Regions from separate parts of the Triticum aestivum genome. Here region 1 is linked to region 2. A link is a contact called in public Hi-C data. All regions are on one chromosome and are shown on one strand. Each heading gives the region's core, a stretch centred on a gene start, on an enhancer-like site or on the middle of the called end of the contact. The rest is flanking DNA. Distances are from core to core; before and after follow the strand shown.

The links. A called contact is a pair of places that touch in the nucleus more often than the background predicts.
Region 1: a Hi-C map of leaf shows a contact between it and region 2, with 6 times the contacts expected there. The contact joins two enhancer-like sites. A contact is called at or near these places in 3 of 5 Hi-C or Micro-C datasets (leaf and an unstated tissue) and 1 of 1 datasets of contacts at active chromatin or transcription factors (leaf).

What each region holds. Positions count from the first base shown.
Region 1 is chr7D:70,477,041-70,479,740 of IWGSC CS RefSeq v2.1, reverse strand. No RefSeq gene overlaps it. Among protein-coding and RNA genes, the nearest start is that of LOC123167114, 13 kb to the left of the region's middle. Within about 2 kb of position 1,285, at least 3 of the 8 cell types and tissues checked have an H3K27ac peak or open chromatin away from gene starts, as enhancers often do.
Region 2 is chr7D:70,111,506-70,114,205 of IWGSC CS RefSeq v2.1, reverse strand. No RefSeq gene overlaps it. Among protein-coding and RNA genes, the nearest start is that of LOC543392, 10 kb to the left of the region's middle. Within about 2 kb of position 1,320, at least 7 of the 8 cell types and tissues checked have an H3K27ac peak or open chromatin away from gene starts, as enhancers often do.

The DNA.
Region 1 (2,700 bases), core at 36-2,535, 370 kb before region 2:
TGAACTTGTTTTTTTCTAAATCAGTAAATTTTTTCCAAATTTGATGATTTTTTTCCAAATTCAGTGAACTATTTTCAAAATAGATGAACTTTTTACGAAATTGATGAACTTTTTCCAAAAAGGATTATCAAATTATGTGAACTTTTTGAAATTTATGTGTTTTTCGAAAATTTATGAACTTTTTTCAAGTTTTGTTAAGTTTTCTATAATTGTTTTCAAGATGGATGAAGTTTTAAAAAATCGATAATATTTTTTTCATACCGTCAAGATTTTTTAATATTTGAACTTCTTTAAAAATCCTTGTATATTTTTGTGTTCATGGATACTTTCCTTTTTTACTTTTTCATAATTTTCCAAATAATTTATACTAGGTATAAATTATATTTTAATGTTGTACTAGAAGAAGCTTAAATTATGCTTTTTCGTGATTGTAGTCGAGAATGGGACCTTGGTCTAGTGGTTGTTGGTGTTACCGAGCGGAGTTTGATTCCTGCTTCTCGCATATGACGGTAGTAATTTTCTTCACATTCCTTGTTCTCGCGAGCTGCCCTAGAACAGTTTTTTAAAATTTATGAATATTTTCTGAAATTTCAATTTTTTTAAAAATGGAGCATTCTTTAAAATTCCTGTATTTTTTTGGAACACAATTTTTTACTCAAATTGTGAACAAAATTGGAAACAAGAATTCTTTTTGAAATGTCTGGAGATTTTTCCAAAACATTTTTTGAAATTCTGAACAAAATATTAAAATGGGAACATATTTTGAATTTTTGAACAATATTTCAAATATTAGAATAAACAAAATAGGAAAAAGAAAAAACACAAAAAAGGAAAGAAAAAAGTTATAAAAAAAAGAAAAAGAAAAGTCAAAAAATAAACAGGAAAAATTAAATAGTAACAAAACCGATAAAAACCAATTCGAAATCTCTGGAAGGTTCCTAAAACCGAAAACACTGCAACCCGTTAACGGGTCCGCCTAGCTCAATTTGCTAGCCTATACTGAAGCTCGACAGTTTGACGCAGAATGCGTCAAATATGATATTCCACAACTTCTTTTGTTGAGTGGCTTATGATATTACCCAACTATGACCTAGCGATGGAATCCCACTAGCCAACGATGGTTTTTGGGCCTCGGCCACCATTTGGCGATTTGGGCCCGTTAAGCACTACTTAGGAGCACGAGAGCTGTATCTTTCATGGGGCGCCAGCCCATTAGATCATCTTGCTCGCCCGCTGCTGAGGTCGCTTTCATCGGCATTTCCTATTCGACGCGTTGAGCGCGGATTAACGTGCATTTTGTTAATTGGCGCTGAAGGTGCTCTTACATGGGCCAGCCCATCTAGGTTGTAACTGGAGAGGTCTTTTCTTCCCAGTCGGGCTTATTTTCTTTCAAAGTTGAAGAACTTTTTGTGAAGCCGTGAACTTTTTTATGTCGTTAGGAAACCTCTTTTTTCTAAAATCCTAAAATGAAAAAAACAAATGCATGACTTTTTTGATTTTTTTGCCATCCTTTAGAAGTAGCGACCATTTTGTTTTTTGTTTTTTTAGTGACCAAGCGCGCTCATGCGACAGCCCATGCCAGCGACGGTGCAAGCGCCAGCTCGTTAACTGGCGCAAAACCCGCTAATTAGGAGCTGTTCGCTTGCATCACTCCTTCCAAAAAAAGGCTTCATAGCTTCCTGTCACGCCCAGATCAATCACTCATTGTTCCATATAGTGGGTTTTGGTCAGTTTTCTGCTTTAGTTTCTCCTTTATTTTACTTTCTGATTTCTTTGTTTCTTCGCCTGTTTTCTTCAACTTTTCACCAACTTCTCTTCAGCTTCACTATTTTTATTGGATTTGAAATTCTTTCACTTTTCTTCATTTTTGGTTTCTTTCTCTGTTTCACAGTTTTTTTGCTTTTCTATTCTGTTTTCTCTGTTTCCTTTCATTTTTCATTTTTCTGTTTCTATTCTTGGTTTTCTTTGTTTTGTTCGCGGGTTTCACACATTTAATTCTTTTGCATTGGTTTATTTCAATTTTTTTTTTCTTGCTGTATTGTCTTAATATTTCCAAATGTATGATTTTTTTAATACATGGTCAAAATTTATTCAATACACATTTAATAATTTTAAAATGCATGGATAACATTTTTCAAATACTTTTTTTATATTTTTTTAAATGCTTGATTAATATTTTCTAAATACAGGATCAGTTTTTTCACACACATGATACATCGTGTATGTTTGGTATATTGTTTTCATAAACATGAGAAAGATTATTGTTATACACATTTATTATTATTTAAATAAAATTTTAATATTTTTTAATACCTAGTCAACATGTTTTTTATAAATATTTTTTAAATAAAGTATTGGCATTTTTGGTCAACTTTGTTTTATATACACATTAATGGTTTCAAATGCTTGATTAACACTTTTTTAACACATGGTCAACACTTTTCAAATGATTGATTAAAATTTTAAAATACTTGTTTAACATTTTTAAAAATGCTTAATTAAAAATTTTAAATACATGATCAAATTTTTCCAGGCACATTGTATTTTTTGTATACATGATTATTTTATTTATACACATTTAATATTTTTCATATGCTTGGTTAACATTTTTTTACATATTTTATGTAAAGGGTATTTTGTACTATATTTGTTTAGTATGTTTGGAAGTGGAACGAAAGTCAAAAAATGAAAAGAAAACAA
Region 2 (2,700 bases), core at 71-2,570:
GTCTACATTTCATAAATCATTTTTATAGGAAATAAAAAGGAGATTTTTAAGAAGTGAACAAGATAAAAATTGAAAATAGAATAGAAAAACAGAGGAAGAAAACTATTTAAAGCGGCAGAAAAAATAGAAAAATAAAGAAGGAAAAATGGAAAAAAATAATGGACGGAAACTTGTAAAATCCGAGACCAATTTGCTCTAGCCGATCCTTCTAGTTAGGACACAATTAGCTATCATTTTTTTCCAAGCTAGACAATGATGCTATATCAACATGCCATGCATGCAAGTTATAAATGACTTTTTTTTTACATTAGCATATCCATACAACACTGCCACATCATTAGTTCAGTTCATCATTTTTGTGTTCTCATAGACATGGTACATGCGTTTGGGACTTGCAGCATACCTTTATAGTTTATCCTCCACTTTTTCTACAAACAACGCTCTTTTTTCTCTATTGCTTGTACAACTCACTACCTATTTTTTCTAGTCATACAACCATGCCAGCAAGCGATGCATGTAGGTTATACATTATATTTTTGTATATCCATGCAGTGATGCCAGGGCACATAATTTCTTTTGCACCAAATTTTATGCTGTCATGGGCACGGTCTATGTATTGGGTGCTTGGAGCATATCTATATAGTTGATCTTTCACCTTTTTTGTATATATAAATGACACTCTCTTAATTGCAACTAAATGTTTTGTTTTTTATACATGTTCATAATTTTTAATGTTTTCAAAGTGTACATCAAGAAATATTTTTACATTTTAATTTCATTAGTTATAATTGTTTATGTAGCACCTAATAAAGCATTTCTTGTAACAAGATTATCACAGCAACGCACGGGGCATTATCTAGTTTTATAAGATATTCAACCCTTTCACAAAAAACCCTTGCAATTAAAAATTGTTCATGCATATAAAAAAGTTCCTATTATTCAAAAGGTTTTCATGACTTCAAAAAATAATCATCCAATTGAAAAATCATTCATTTAATATTAAACTAGTACATTCTATTTTAAGAAGAGAAATCAAACAATGGAAAAATATATTAAACGGAAAAACAAAAGAGAGATTAAACTGAATAGAAGGAAACTGCGAAGACAAGAAAAAAGGAATAAAACATAAAGCTAAATCTTTCCCTATATATATATATAATAAAGCAAACAGTGCTTCTGCCCGCTCACCCGTCGCGGCGCTTTTGCAAAAAGGCCCCCATGTTTTTTAAAAATAAACCCGCACTCCATAGTGGGCCGGCCCTTCCGTTTGCAGGAGTGCGAAAAATAAATAAGGGCAACGGGGATCGAACTCGCGCCACGGTTTTGCTGTTGAGGAGACACAACCAGCTGGGCTAGCTGTCCGTTCTGTACATGCAACGCCTCGCTTGTTTTATTTAATAGTACCACCTCGCTGCTTTAAACAAAATTCTACCAATTTATATAGATCAGCAAGTAGACGTCAGCAAGCCTCGTCAGAAATTGGATGTAAATTTAAATAAAGAGAGGTTCAATAAAGATGTGATGTTGTGCTATATGAAAAAGAGGACACATTAGAATCCGATACAGAGGGGATCTTGCGCTAAGAAATGCAAAAGGAAGAAATCTCCCCTAAACAGCCCAATTAGCTGATCATTCGGATGGATTTCTTAGAAAGAAAGACCCCATAATGGGAGGGTGCGGCCATAGATAGGTTAAAGATTTCTTTATCATATTTTTTTCGAATTCTTCTTCGTCATAAAGTGCATGCAATGACCAATTAACCGATCATTCGGATGGATTATTTAGAAAGAAAGACCTCATAATGGGAAGGCGCGCCAAAGCCACAGGTCAAAGATTTCTTCATCAAAAATTGCATGCAAAGACCAATTAACTGATCCTGCGCATGGATTGGCTACAACACGCATGCAGCGTGCATATGCCATATGCTTCTACGTATCCTAGGGATAGTGGTATGTGTTGGTACAAGGGCGTACAAAGGCGACTTCTTGCTCAAAGCCGACGTACAAAGCTAGCTAGCCAGGGGAATCATTGTGTTTCTATTTGTATATATAAAAGCAGGACGTACAAAGCTAGCTAGCCAGGGGAATCATTGTGTTTCTATTTGTATATAAAAGCAGAACCACGTGTCCGTAGGTAATTAGAATTCAGACTCTTGCCAAGTAAAGTCAGCTTCGGACTGTTGCTATATACTTAAAACAAAGAGACCAACTCATAAATTAAAAGGGAGAAAGTAAATAATGCCATAAAATAAATAGGCAACACGGGTTGGCCTAGTGCGGTCACTTTTGTGTGTTTCCATGACATTATGACGTAGTGAGCGTGAATAGGAAGCAACATATTTCCTAATATACGCGAGTGTGTAGTTTTGTCGCTATCTGGACGTCCTTGTCTGGCCCATTTTCTATTTTCTATTTTACATTTTACCTTTTAATTTTTATTTTGCCATTATTTTTATTTGTTTTTTCTTTTACCTTTATTGGTCATTGGTCATTTTTTCACTTTCTTTCCTTTTTAGGGGGGGGGGGGGGGGGCAGTAGTGCATGATTTTTTTCCATAATACATTAATATTTAATTCTTTTTAAACATATGAACGTTTATTAAACATGAATTTTTTACTAACTACTTAAACTCTTATTTAATATATGAACATTTTCCCTAAATCCGTGAGTATTTTAATAACTTGGGACGAGTACATTTTTC